5 separate regions of the Mus musculus genome follow, and all the other regions are linked to region 2. A link is a contact called in public HiCAR-type, HiChIP or PLAC-seq, Micro-C and promoter capture Hi-C data. All regions are on one chromosome and are shown on one strand. Each heading gives the region's core, a stretch centred on a gene start, on an enhancer-like site or on the middle of the called end of the contact. The rest is flanking DNA. Distances are from core to core; before and after follow the strand shown.

Evidence for each region. Promoter capture Hi-C pulls out the DNA fragments that hold promoters and counts their contacts. A called contact is a pair of places that touch in the nucleus more often than the background predicts. HiCAR-type assays count read pairs that join an accessible place to other places. HiChIP or PLAC-seq counts read pairs in DNA pulled down with a chosen protein or histone mark.
Region 1: an H3K4me3 HiChIP or PLAC-seq map of the SCID.adh cell line shows a contact between it and region 2, with 14 read pairs. The contact joins the enhancer-like site here to the promoter of Hnrnpu in region 2. A contact is called at or near these places in 7 of 39 promoter capture datasets (the 3T3-L1 cell line, the HPC-7 cell line, HPC-7-derived erythroid cells and 5 more) and 6 of 115 datasets of contacts at active chromatin or transcription factors (the 230-238 cell line, the SCID.adh cell line, embryonic limb bud and 3 more).
Region 3: a promoter capture Hi-C map of pre-B cells shows a contact between it and region 2. The contact joins the enhancer-like site here to the promoter of Hnrnpu in region 2. A contact is called at or near these places in 1 of 39 promoter capture datasets (pre-B cells), 1 of 115 datasets of contacts at active chromatin or transcription factors (pro-B cells) and 1 of 9 other capture datasets (macrophages).
Region 4: a contact with region 2 is called in a Micro-C map of embryonic stem cells, with 4 times the contacts expected there. The contact joins the promoter of Ahctf1 here to the promoter of Hnrnpu in region 2. A contact is called at or near these places in 9 of 39 promoter capture datasets (the C10 cell line, the HPC-7 cell line, frontonasal cranial neural crest and 5 more), 3 of 484 Hi-C or Micro-C datasets (B cells, CD4 T cells and embryonic stem cells), 9 of 115 datasets of contacts at active chromatin or transcription factors (the SCID.adh cell line, astrocytes, embryonic brain and 4 more) and 2 of 9 other capture datasets (adipose tissue and liver).
Region 5: a HiCAR-type map of astrocytes shows a contact between it and region 2, with 6 times the contacts expected there. The contact joins the enhancer-like site here to the promoter of Hnrnpu in region 2. A contact is called at or near these places in 7 of 39 promoter capture datasets (the 3T3-L1 cell line, the HPC-7 cell line, HPC-7-derived erythroid cells and 5 more), 2 of 484 Hi-C or Micro-C datasets (B cells and cortical neurons) and 6 of 115 datasets of contacts at active chromatin or transcription factors (astrocytes, embryonic forebrain, embryonic limb bud and 3 more).

The regions. Positions count from the first base shown.
Region 1 is chr1:179,491,808-179,494,507 of GRCm38.p6, forward strand. All of the region lies in intron 1 of Smyd3 (SET and MYND domain containing 3), which reads right to left. Among named protein-coding and RNA genes, the nearest start is that of Smyd3, 25 kb to the right of the region's middle. Within about 2 kb of position 1,339, at least 20 of the 459 cell types and tissues checked have an H3K27ac peak or open chromatin away from gene starts, as enhancers often do. A contact at or near this core is called in the HPC-7 cell line and the SCID.adh cell line, where this site is marked.
Region 2 is chr1:178,336,406-178,339,105 of GRCm38.p6, forward strand. Hnrnpu (heterogeneous nuclear ribonucleoprotein U) reads right to left here and starts at 1,410. Exons shown (of 14, transcript NM_016805.3): 1 at 548-1,410. The coding sequence starts at 1,166.
Region 3 is chr1:176,799,824-176,802,523 of GRCm38.p6, forward strand. All of the region lies in intron 1 of Cep170 (centrosomal protein 170), which reads right to left. Among named protein-coding and RNA genes, the nearest start is that of Cep170, 6.0 kb to the right of the region's middle. Within about 2 kb of position 1,333, at least 126 of the 459 cell types and tissues checked have an H3K27ac peak or open chromatin away from gene starts, as enhancers often do. A contact at or near this core is called in macrophages, pre-B cells and pro-B cells, where this site is marked.
Region 4 is chr1:179,802,569-179,805,329 of GRCm38.p6, forward strand. It overlaps Ahctf1 (AT hook containing transcription factor 1), which reads right to left and starts at 1,447. Exons shown (of 36, transcript NM_026375.2): 1 at 785-1,447.
Region 5 is chr1:179,472,938-179,475,637 of GRCm38.p6, forward strand. The region is part of intron 1 of Smyd3 (SET and MYND domain containing 3); the gene reads right to left. Among named protein-coding and RNA genes, the nearest start is that of Smyd3, 44 kb to the right of the region's middle. Within about 2 kb of position 1,439, at least 10 of the 459 cell types and tissues checked have an H3K27ac peak or open chromatin away from gene starts, as enhancers often do.

The DNA of each region.
Region 1 (2,700 bases), core at 89-2,588, 1.2 Mb after region 2:
AAAAAAAGCCTTTAATAAATTAACCAACTATAAGCATATCACCCCTTAATTGGGCCCACCAGATGTGAAGAAACAAACAAAAAATAATAATGTGTCATATTTAAGAGACATTTAAGCACTGAGCAGACATTTTCTGGTACCACGGAACTGCTGTAGCTTAGCACCAAGACACATACCCATAATCCCAGTGACAGCGAAAGGGAAGGACACATGGGCCTTTCTCGAGCCTGGTGTGGTGGTACATGCCTTTAATGAGACAAAAGCAGGCGGATCTCTGAGTTCGAGGCCAGCCTGGTCTACAAAATGAGTTCCAGGGTAGCCAAGGGCTACACAGAGAAACTCCAAAAAAAAAAAAGTATTTTATCTTATATAAGTCTATTTTCCTGTTCAGCTGTAAAGAGCAGCCTGCATGTATATGCTATTAATGCCAGAGCACGTACTCACTATTAATGAGGTCTGTTTGTTCTGAGTTAATGCACCCCACCCAGATGCCCCGAGATGCATAGAGTTTGACACCAGCAGACGCTGACTCCGCTGGCAATCCAGGCAGTGCCTATCCCAGTCAGATGAATCTAGGCAGTGCCTATCCCAGTCAGATGATGAAGGGCTGAAGACAAGAGATGCAGATATTACAAGCCTCAGACCATGGCTGACTGACCACCTAGCCGTTTACACGAGTGGAGCTCTAGAGTGACCAGTGGCAGACTGCCTCTGGCCAGCTGGCTGCAGAGCACAGGTAAGGTAGCTTCTCCAGTGCCAGCTCCCTGAATCAAGTACAGTTTACTCAACTCCTCGCTCTGCCCATTGATGACAGTGGCGACAGACAACACCAGCTCTGGGGTTCCAGTCACAGCACTCACTACCTGGGAGGCTGAGCCAGGAGGATCAGGAGTTCAAGACTAGCCTTCTCCACACAGTCAGTTCTAGGCCAGCCTGGGCTACATGAGACTCTTTCTCAAAAACTGGCAGGTAGGTAGGTAGGTAACAGCTGAAGTTAACCTCTGGCCTATACACACACACACAGAGCACATACACACAGTGCACACACACACAGCTCGCACACACACACAGCACACACACACACAGCATGCACACACACAGCACACACACACACAGCACACACACCACAAATGAAACCAAGCTGTTCCAGGGCTTTGTGAACATAATAACTTGACGCTACAGGGGAAAACAAGAATGAGTCCCAAGAAATGAAAGCCACATACTCTCAGTAGAGCAGATAGATATGAAATAAGATCTTAGAACTCACCAGTCAGGGACAGAGGAGAAAGCATCGAACCACAGAATCAGATGGACCGAGGAACCACTGAGGGGCCCCGAGTTTCTAACCACAAGCAGATAACCCACATTTTGGCTTTCTTCTAACTTACCCTGTGACTGCCTGTACCCTGAAGTCCCACAGATTTTCAAAGATTTTACTCTTCACAAAAACAAAACTAATTTTCGATTGGACCCAGATGAATCTGTTTTCTTTAAGTTAGCAAGGTTAATGTGATCAAAGGAGGCTTTCCCTCTGATGACATGTACATCTCTACTAATTCCGTGAACTGTTGGCAATCGCTTAGAATCTAGTTTGCTCATGAAACATTCACATTAATTCAAGCAAAGCATTAAAGATCGTTACATAATGAGTCACACTGAAATGGCAGAGAAGCCAGGTGTAGTGGCTCTTGCCTGTAATCCCAGCTCTCACAAGGTAGAGCCAAAAGGATCAGGAGCTTAAGGCAAGCCTCGGCTATGCAGCCAAGTGGAGGCCAGCCTGACCTATATGAGATCTTGTCTGACTAAGAAAGAAAGAGATGAAATGAGGGGGCAGTGAAAAGACCGCTAAGGGGTCTAGGAGATGTGTTTGTGAGTAAGGAACTTGTTGGACACAATTGTAGCCCTGGGCTTAGAGTCCCAGCATCCACGTAAAAAGAACAGACATATACACAAACACACAAGTCATGCCAAACACACCCACAAATACACACATGCACTCATGCACACATACACACTCATGCACATGTACCCACAAGAATGCCCATGCACAAACACAAGCTCCCCTGCCCCTCTAAAAGCTGAAGGTCTTTTTAAGAGGGCGGGGATATGCATGATTACATAATTATATTCTCTGATACAATGTGTCTCTCAAAGCTTTCTTATAGACCACGGTGCAATTAAGATGACACAGCACAGGAAAAAAACTCAGCTGACATAACAAGGCATGGTAAACATGGTAATTGGTATCTTTCTCTTTTTTCTCTTTTGCTTGGGACCTGCTCCTTTCGCAACCCAAGTAATTTTCCTAGTTTCAGACAGCGATGCACATTTTTTAAATGCATCATTATTTATTCATACTTTTAAAAGATGTCAGTCAGAAGAAGTGTGTTGGAGAAAACATAATTTCAACCTGAATATGAGTAGCCACACCTCACCTGGGAGGGATTTATAAGTGAAATCTTGTCTGTACATTTTTTGCAATTCCTGGAACAGTTAGTTTTAATAGCAATGTTGTACTGTCACCAAATAACAGAATTACTATTCACATATGAGACATTTCCACAGAAAACAGAAAGATAGCAGGGGCTGAAATCAGGTACAATTTGCTATTTAATTTAGGCAAATTAAAACCCCTCCAGTCAAGCCGGGCGTGGTGGCGCATGCCTTTAATCCCAGCACTCGGGAGGCAGAGGCAGGTGG
Region 2 (2,700 bases), core at 160-2,659:
AAAAAAAAAAAAAGCGGGACACCGCCCGGGCCCACGTGCGCCGGCCGCGCTCAAACGAGGGGGGGGGAAGCCTGGGCCCACCTCCCCTCCCCCACACGAGCCCGCGTGCCCCGCCGCCGCATTGTACTGAGCTTCCGCCCCGCTCCCCGCGCCTGCCGCCGGAAGTGACGTCACCACGAGCCCCTGCGCTCCTTGCACAATACCGCGGCGCTAAGCCGCCAAAGCCCGCCCGCTCCGGGACCTTCGGGCTTCTCCCCTCCCCCCACCGCCGACATGTGCCCGGACCGCGCGCACGCAGCGCCCCAGCGGCCGGCGCTCCCGCCCGGCCGGCCCCCCCACCGCGGCAGCTGCAGCGCTCCCCCCACCCCGGCGCCCGACATACATAATGGAGGCGCCGCCGGCATGGCGAGCAGAGCCTCCCGGGGCTCCCCCGCCCCCACCCTCCCGCGGCGCTCGCCCCGAGGGGCCCCGGCAGGCCTGGGGCACGGTCCCCACCGCCACGCGCACCCATCACGCAACACTCACCCGCCACCTTCCGCCTTCTTACCTCCCGCCTGCTGTTGGCCCTGCCTCGCCCCTGGCGGCGCCACCGTCACCGCGAAGAGCGAGGTGGGGCCGCTGCTCTTGCCCGCGGCCTCCTTGCCGGCACCACGCTGCTGGGAAGGCTGCTGCTGCGCCGCCGCTGCCGGCGGTTGGGACTGCTGCTCCCCGTGACCGTTCTCGTCGCCCGCGCCCTCCTCCTCGTCGCCGAGCTCGTCTTCCCCCTCCTGGAAGCCCTGGTCGTCGCCGTTCTCGTCTTCCGACGCTGCCTCCTCTTCCTCCATCGCGCCGGCGTCAGCCGCCCCCGCCGCCCCGTTCTCCTCGCCCAGCTCCATCTGGTCGCCGTCCAGAGCGGCGATGCCCTCCTCCTCCTCGTCGTCTTCGGCGCCAGCCGCGGCCTCCTGCTCTAGGCCCGCTCCCGAGCGCCCGGCCGCATCGCCACCTAGGTCGAGACTGCCGTTCCCGGGCTCCATGGCGGGGCGGCCTCCTGCCTCGTTGTCCAGCGCGGCCTGGAGTCGATCCATGAGATCGGCCTTGAGGCCCTTGTCGGAGAGGCGCCGCTTCTTGAGCTCCTCCTTCAGCTCCGACACCTTCAGCTTCTTGACATTAACAGGCGAAGAACTCATGTTGAGGGCCCCGGTTCCCCGCTGACTGCTGGCTCCCTCGGCCTGTGGCGGCGGCGGCTGCTGCTGGTCGGCCCGGGCGGCGGCTGCGGCTGGAGATGGCTGAGTGCTGCTGCAGAACGGACCCGCCTGGTGTCGAACGGCGCCAATTCCTTTCACCGAGTTCGCGAGGCAAGACGCGGAGACTCGCCCGGCGCGAGCGAGCACGCAACGTCCTCTCGCAGGGGCGGCGCCGCGCACGTAATATAGGCGCCCCGCCCCCTGCCGAGGCGAGGCCCGCTAGAGCGGCTGCGCGCGCAGGCCCCGCCCCGCCCCCACTGCGCGACCTCCGCGCTGGGCCGGACCGCGCAAATGGAGGCTCTTAGAAGCCACCTTTCGGTTAAACGGACCCGCCGCAGTGGCCGCCGGCCTTTCCGGCTCTTGAGCCGCCGCGCTCCACCGGCGCTCTGCCTTCTGTGTCCTGGCGGAGGCTCTCCTCCACCCGCCTTCAGTCCTCACCTGGCATTTTCCACTCGAGAACAACCTCCTTTCTTCCATCTTAGTTTAGTTTTTTGGTTTTCGGGTTGTTTTTTTTGTTGTTGTTTCTTGGGTTTTTTTTTTTTTGTTTTGGTTTTTGTTTTTTTTTTTGTCCCTCCGGCTCTAGGTTTAAAAAACTCTTCAAGTTTCCACCGCTGCCCTGTAGAACACCCATAGGCGATTGTTATGCAAAGGTGGTGTTTTGTTTAGTTTTTCCACCATTTAACTGCGTTTTTAAATTTTACAAGTCCTGCCTTGCCAGTCGGACTTATTTTAAGTTCCGCAAGGGCGAGGCCAGAGCCTTTCTTTTGTCTCTTCCCCAACCAGTGGTGCAAGGTTTGGGAAAGAGGCTTGCTGTACTCCACCATGCCTAACAGCCATATAGAGCGGGCCTTGTGTTGCTACTCACCGTATTTTCTATTGACCTTTGAGTAAGCCTTAGATTTTCATGGAAGTTCCCCTCGTTGTACTATAAAGATAGGCCTCTGTCCCCTGCAAATCTGATCCACCAGTTTGGAGACCCTTTAATTACAGATGAGGAAGACAGCCAGCACCCAGCTAGATTATGCACTTTGATCCTCTCCCTGTTTTTTCAGCCACTCTAAACATGTTTGTATACCTGCTGACTTGTCTACAAACTGGTAGTAACAAAAGGCTGGGATTTAGTAAAAAAAGAAAACACCTGTAGTTCTATTACTTGGCAGAGTGAGGCAGAAGTATCAAGAGTTAAAAGCTAGCCTGGGCTACTTAGTAAATTCCAGGCTTATCTGGGTTGAATACCAGACCCTATCTCAAAAAAGAAAAGAAAAAAAATTATGATTTGTTTTCTGGCATTAAATATGTTGTGTTCTTGAAACTTTTATATAGAATTTAATTTCTACACTGGGGCCTTCCTGTGTAGATTGCACCCAAGCTATGCTTGGTGGTACATGTGTATAATTTCAACACTTGGGAGATACAGGTAAGATGATCAAGAATTCAGTGTCAGCCAGGCAGGCAGTGGTGACACCCAAGTTTGGCT
Region 3 (2,700 bases), core at 83-2,582, 1.5 Mb before region 2:
TGAGAAAGTAACACACAGGTACAGTGTTCTCTGAGAAGGGGAGACAGATGTGAGGATGGAACTGAGAAGAAAAGAGGGCTGTGATCAGGATGTAAAGTGAATAAATAATAAAAACGGAAATGAAAAACAGAGTGAGGGGGAGTCAGAAGGATGGACAGAGACACACAGGAAGTAGGATGGAGGGAATGAGAGGGGATTCCTTCTGGGATGTCAACTGAGGAGGAAGGTCAGCTGTTCTCTTTGCCTCTGAGTTAGCAGGCCTTCACCCTCACATCTAGCTCTTGAGTCTTCATTGGTTAAACAGAACGACTGAGACTTGGTTAAAAAACAATAAAGTGATAAATTTCTCCTTTCAAATTTATCCTTTGACCATCAGTAAGATTCATAAACTAAACAAATGTAATAAACCGCTACATGAATGAGCCCATAAGACTTTATAACTTGTATCATGCTTTTCCCTATCATAGAAAGCATTTAAAAGAAACAGGAAAAACTATAACTAAATACACAAATTAAAGATTCTTTATTCATCGCTGCACTGATGTCAGGCTCTAACAAAGATATGCTTAGCATGCTTGACATTAATGTCTTTGATTTTGATGCTCTGAATTTGAAAATGAAAGAAACAGCTATAGCTTCATTTCACATATGGACTAAGGATCAAACAAAATGCCACTGGGGTTTGAAAAAGCAAGCACATAATTTTCTGTGATCCTGTATATAAGAGAATTTATTAACCATTAACCATGTATTAGACGTTTTTCTAAAAACTTCATATGTGAAACACACATATATAAGTATAAATATATTATCTTTAAAATCCTGTATTTCCTTGGAAATGAACACAAATATTATACATCAATTCCAAAGAATACTCCAACATTATAGGAATTTGATAAAAATCCATTTTCATTTTTAAGTTTTAAATATTACAGATACTAGGAAGAAAGTAGAGAATTAAGGTAGAAAAAGTATTTAATCTCAAAGAAGCTAAAATAAACAAATAGCTTGTAGTTTCCCTGACAGTGGAAGAGGGAAAAAAATAAAGCAGAGAGAAAAGGGTGATGTAATAGTTTAGGGTGGTACACTTTAAGATGGACCGTCAGAGGAAGCATCTCTGAGAAAGTAACACACACACACACACACACACACACACACACACACACACACACACACTGAAAATTTCAACTCTGTTGTATAATTAACTTGATCTGGGACAGAGAATGAAAAATGCTGTTCTTGGGAAAACTTCATTTTCTTTAATCCCCACCCTCATTTGTGCAGTTCCTCACAAAACCTAAATCTGCAGCTGTGCTGGTTTGGACTCCTGCCAAGGTACTGACTCTATGCTCACATGAACATCCAGCGGAAGAAGATGCTTGTAAGAGAGGGGGAGGGCAGGGAGGGAACACTTTTGTTCTCATATTCATTATTTTGAAATAAATGCCTAACTTTACCTTTATTATCTGCCATATAAATCAACAACTCTTCTTTAAAAGCAGTTAAAATAAATATGAACCAAAACCAAATATAACAACTTAGCATTTGTCCACCCCAAACCAGATGGCATTCCAAGTATGAAGCCTCATGTTCTATCGAACTTTACTATACAGTTTCAAAAGAAAACTTCAATTCAATGAGAAAAGGGAGCAACTTAATAAACTTCCTTCATAAAATCACATTTATTAAGTCCTCAATAGTCCTACCAGAAAAATGCTACACATTTGCATGGCTGAGGCACTGAGAGTTCTTACCAAGATTTCTCTGCCAGTTTATGAAAAATGTAAAGTGTGACTTGCTTTCCTTTGTAGAACTGAGTAACTTGTTAAACAGGTGGTTAGTGGCTACCCTAGTTACTGCAGCTCCACAAACAGAGACCATATGCTTTTTAAATGAGGGATGACCTCAGTTAAGTGTTTTGTATTCATAGCAGGCAATATGGATAAGATGATAATTTATTGCAATCAAAGGAGCATAAAGAGATTTGTACTTTCATTTATAAAGGTAGCAGCAAATTTAAGTTAGTAAATTAGAAAACAATGAACTCTCATCCTTTAGCTAACCTTTGAATCACCTGTGTTCTTTTATAGTCTAGACTCTACTCTTTTGGCTCTCTACCTGAAGATAATTATGTCATCATTACCTGACTCCACAAGGTTCCTAAGAATTCAATAAAAACAGTACAATGTGTGATAATTTCTGAGAATGTGAAATACAGAGATTTTGTCAAAGGGGATAATTCTCAAACACAACCAGCATAAAACACTTGGAACTATTATTTTACTTGAATAACAACTTCAGCAATTTTGAGGCAGAAAAGCAGCTAACATAGATAAATCATTACTACTACCAATAGTCAATACATAGGAAACAAGTGTTCATGGGCAGATGAATTACTAAAATATGGTACACAATATAATATTGTTCATTGTTAGAAGGGAATTCTGACACCTGCTACAGTATGGATCAACCTTGAAGGTAATATGTTAAGATAAGCCATTCACAGAAATATAAACATTATGTGTCTTCAATTATATGAGGTACTTTCAATAGCAGAAATTATAGTGACTAAGGAAAGTAGATGCTAGGACCTGGAGATGGGAGCACTGAAGCAGCTACTGGTTAGTAGTTCTTCATCTCAGTTTTATGGATGAATAGTGGTGCTGGCTGTACAGTACTGTGTATATATACTAGACTTAA
Region 4 (2,761 bases), core at 197-2,696, 1.5 Mb after region 2:
AATAACAACGCTCACTTTCCTATAACAACACACCTCTAAGAATGGCTGCCGTTTGCTTTAGGAACCGAAAAATCACAAGATCCCATGCTGGGGACACAACTCAAGTGGTGGAGCGCTTGCCTGACATGTGTGAGGACCTGGATGTGATTCTTCACGGTACCAAAAAGAAAGGTTCCACAAAGTCAACAAAAACCACCTGTCTCAAAAGGACCATGTGTGTACCTATCAATTCAAAAAGCAGAGTCGACTCTCCAAAAAGTCAACCAAAGGCAAAAGTCATGGGCCTTACAGCTCGCAGATGAGCTCCGGACACGGTTCTCTTAGATGTCCTGGACCAGATCCACTCAGCCCTGTGGCCCGCTTCGCGAGTGAAACTTTTTCCCCCGCCCAGGACTCACCCGAGCCAAGCACAGGACCATGTGGAGCTCACGCCAACGCCGGAGAGACTCGGAGCGCCCGCGGCTGTCCGCGGGGAACGCCCCACAAAGGTCTCCATCGCTCCGCTACACCCTGACGGCCCGGGGTCTCGAGTCAGACTCGTCCCGGGGGGCGGAGATCCCGCCCGCGGGCGCGGGAGACGAGCCCGGAGGCTCGACTCTGCGGCCATGTGCCGGCACCCGCCGCCAGGGTTATGTAACTAACGCCCGAGCGCTGGAACGAGCCGCACCGGTCGCGGCTCGCGGACGCCGCTTCCCCGCGAGGCGGTGCGCCCGGCCTAGGCCCCGGGCCTCGCCGCCCCGGCCGCCCCGCCCTCGGCGCGCGGGCCTGCGGTTCCCCACCCTACCTGAGCCCGCGGGCCAGGCCGCCAAGGGCCCCGGCGTCGCTGCTTCCGTGCGGTCCGTCACAGCATCTCCCGGGAGACACGGCCCGGCGCGCGCCCCGGGCCCGCGGAAGCCGCTTCTCGCTCAGTCTCTCGCCGGTCCCCTCAGGCCCCGGGTGCTCCTTCGCCCAATCCCGGCTTCGAACTCGTCCCACCGCCCGCGCCGCGTCCTCCCCGCTGGCGACTCGACTTACTGGGCTGGCACCGCTCGGGCCGCGCTCTGCGCATTACCCCGGGCGCACTGCCCGAACCCCACACACACAGCCTCTCCGCCCAGGGAAGGATCGTGGCCAGGGCGGGGATCCGATCGCAGATCGCGCTGCGGGGCTCGGACTTCTCGCGAGGGTTCCGGCCTCTGGCGCCGACTCCGCGGGAATTTTCAAACTTTCCCTACTAGGCCTTTCGCAAAGGGAGAAAACCGAGACGACGCCGGGAAGAAAGATTCATTTACGTACAGCAGGGTCTCTCCGCCTCCTAGGAGCAGATAGGCGAAAGACTACAAGTCCCATAGGGCTTTGTGCGCTGGGCGTAGTGTAGGGCGTGTCCGGCTTTGCGGAGCAAGGGCCGGCCTAATCTAGTGGCGGTTCCTGCTGGCAGCCAAGCGATAATCTTTCCGTCTATGACTGCTGCTCTTGCCTCCGTTTTTTCCGTTCTGTGCTCCAACTCTTCAAGGAAACGCACACACACACACAAAACCCAGACTTACTGAGAAACTCTTACTCTCATTTTTTTTTTTTTCTCAAAAAGCAGAGAGTTCAGGTCGCCTAGCCTAATCTTTTGTCATATATCTGACGCTGGGTAATTCTGCTGGCAGAGCTTCGTGCTTGGCATGCACGAAGCTGTAGGTTCCATTATGCCAAACCTATGTTTTCTTTTCGATTTGTTAGTATTGAGAGACGAGGAGTTGGGCAGACCCTTAGTAGACAAACAGGGACATGAGCCATGGCGAATTTCCAAGATGGCCAGCTTTTTTTAACCTCCTGATTTGAGACAAAAACCTGGCAAGCTTTTATCATCTACCTGCAGGTCACCTGCTGATGGACTGGTTCAATAAGTTCAAAGCCTGATTAGAACACGTTACACAACTGTAGTGGACCGATCAACCATCCATCCTTTCTGCCTTCAAACTGACCAACACTAAAGTAGGTCAGGGAGGTTTTAGAGGTTTTACAACCCCCAGGCCTCAAGAAGAGACTGGATTTTTCAGCTTCTCAAATCCCCTCTCTGTTTTGTAGAAGGTCTTTTTCTCTGTGTGTTTACTGCCTGCAATAAACGCCTTTTTAACTGCTAATTCTGCTACTGCTTGTTGTGCTTTGCCTTTTAACTCTTCTAGTCTTAACAGTTCTTTTTTTTTTTTTTTCCTTTCAGTTTGTTCTAGACATGGTTTCTCTGTGTAACAGCCCTGGCTATCTTGGAACTCTCTTAGTAGATGGGGCTGGCCTCAAACTCACAGAGATCTTCTTGCCTCTGTCTCCTGAGCCGTGGGATTAAAGACCTGAACCACCCTTTCATTCTTTTAACTATCAGTGAAAACAGATCCAATCAAGATCCCTAGACTGTATCATTTCTAGACTGTATCATTTCTAGACTGTATCATTTCTAGACTATCATTTGGAGCTCATCTTTGGGCTTTCTTCTGTAGACTATCAGTATCTCTCTTTGAAGCTAGACCCAGCACCAAAGAATTTTCAAACAAATGAAATAGAATGTGTCTTTATTACTGAGTTGTAAGAGCACAGGCAGAATCAGGAGGATCTCTGTGCGTTCAAGATCAGCCTGGTCTCCATAGTCGTTCCAAGGCTACATAGAGAAACCCTATCTCAAACAAACAAACAAACAAACAAACAAACAAACAAACAGAAGGGGGAAGAGAGAAGGAGAAGACATTAGTAGACTGCTTTAATCAGGAAAGCCTGTCTCTACTACTCTCTCTCTCTGCAC
Region 5 (2,700 bases), core at 189-2,688, 1.1 Mb after region 2:
CTTGCCACTTCCGAGGACTCGGGCGAATTACCAGAGTCTTGTGGTTTCTGCATTGAACTGCCATTGCTGATTTGTGGGTGGTGATTGCTGAATGGACTGCAGCTGCTGATCTGTGTTTGCTATCCTGACACTACTGAACTCAACTGCTGATGTCCTGACAACCAAGACTGGACTCAACCCCAAAGAATTATTTCTAAAGTGGTCTACTTCCTCCAAGTCTTAATAACTTTTCTTTCCCACTAATGGTGGGCAGTGGGCTAGAGGGGAAGCTGAACCCTTATTAAAGTAAGCTGTTAAGAACATATGCCTATACACTCACTGGCTTGCCCACAATCCAATCTATTAGGTGCACATTCTCAACAGAGGTTCCCTTTTCCAAGTGACTCTAGCTTGTATGACGCTGACATGACACTAGTCAGCACATGGGGCAGGCTGCAAAATTGTCCACTTCTTGGAGAAACTGGGCAGATTATTAAATAAGTCAATTAGAATGTGTTGATCTGGGCTGGAGAGATGGCTCAGCCGTTAAGAGCACTGACTGCTCTTCCAGAGGTCCTGAATTCAATTCAATTCAATGGTGGCCCACAACCATCTGTAATGGGATCCGATGCCCTCTTCTGGTGTGTCTGAAGACAGCTACAGTGTACTCATATACATAAAATAAATAATTCTTGGGACAAAAAAAGAATATGTTAATCCCATTAACTTTCTTAATATTGTGGAACAAAATGCAAGGTGAGACAGGTATACTGGTAAAAATCAATACCTTCAATACAATTAATTGATTTCTTAAAGGCAAAAAAAAAAAAAAAAAAAAACAGAAGGTAATTCTGAGCTACAACATTGTGAGGAAAATTTCAAGTTTGTAACAAGATAAAATTCTAAAAATACTTGATAAGCGGGGGGGGAAGAAATATTAACTTCTAGAAGTTTCCCTCATGAATATGAGGGATAGAGAGAAAAGGAGAGGAGAAAGAATGAGGGGGAAAGAGCCGGAGACAAAGGCATGGAGTCAGCGAGGCTCAGAGGCCACATTCCAGCATTCTCACCTGTCGTGTAAGATTGATTATCTCAATACAGGGGATGATTGTCCTTCCAATATTTCTTTCTCAACTTTAAAGTCTGGAGAAGTAGGCAGGGAGGGGAGCTAAAGAACACAAACGCACCATAAATCACGGGGACAGGTCTTCTCCAGGCTCAGTCAATCCCTCATTCAACACCTTCGAAGCGCAAGGCAGCCTCGTGTACTCCGGGGGATTAATTGCCATAAACTCATCACTTGGACTATCGAGCTCCACTGCTCTCAGCCCAGCTTTCTAAAAGGACGGGTTTCCTCCCACTTGACCAAGGAAAAGGGTTGTGTGGGGGTGGAGGGGACAAAATAACCACTACCACACACCCCCCAGCTTAAACATGTGTTAGCAATTTGCCACGTCTGTTCTGTCTCTCACACATACTCACGCGTGTTCCTTTGTTCAGCCAATTGAGAACTTAAGAAATCTTACCCATCCCTAAAAACTTCAACATGTCGTTCCTAAGAGAAGCATAATCTGTCATGTGACCGCAGTGTATAATATTATCTAGTGAGCAGTCTACACACAAACTCATCCCACTGATTAAAGAAAAGCACTGCTTTAGTTTCCTGGCTTCAGCCTGGATCTAATCTAAGTTCACATCTCATGACTGGCAACTGCCTCTCGAGTTTCCTGCTGTCGAGAAGTCACACACATATGCCCATCCTTCTTGTTCTCAAATTGTTTGGTTGGATTTTATTGAAGTACAATTCATGGTCTTTTAGTAAGACGAGCCTAGAATCTAATCCTGTGTCTATCACCCTGTGCAAGTCCAAGGCTAGTTGTCAATATTCTTTACTATGAAATGAGGACGCAGTCGAACTTGAGTTGTTGCTATTAGGGCTCCTTCCTATGCAGCAAGTGGGTCTCCGCTGCAGTGCAGAGATGCCCTCCGACCTTGTGAAAACTGAAGCACTGGGCTCACATGTCCAGTTCTGCTTCAGTGGGTGTGAGGTGAGGCCTGACACTGTGCATTGCTAACAGGTTGGTGTCAACGCTGCTGGTGTAGAAACCACACTGGAGAGCCAACATTCCGAGGGGAAAATGTAACAGATGTCCACAGGGTGTTCACCCATCCCCTGCTCTTCCCTTTCCAAACACCAAAGTGTTAGCCTAGGGAAATAATACCCTTAGACGGCAGTCCCTTTACCAAGGCGTGCCTACTCCCAACCTAACTGTTAGGAGATACAAACAGAATGTATAGACACACAAACTGACTCTGAGCCACAGCTGAAGCAAGCCAAGGCAGCCAATCACCTGCCAAGTAAGAGGTCCAGGAGGACAATTCAGACTGCTTTCTCCAACAACGGGGCGAGAGTCAAACCACAATCAGCCTAAAGCAGTAAGAACTCCACCAGTAACTGACAGGCCTCTTGACTTTTCTCCTGATTTCATTCAGAAACAACCAGAGGATGCTATAGGTTTTTATTTTCTGTCTGTCTAAGTTGGTTGAGTTTTTTGGTTTAGGCCTGGTTTAGTTTAAGACACAGTCTTGCTGTGCAACCTAGACTGGTCTCGAACTCACAATCCTAGAGCCTGTACCTCTGGGTGCTAAGATACCATACTTTTCCTGGCTCATGTACATCTTTCCCACACAAACTGCCTCCAGTCAGGGCATACTGGTGGC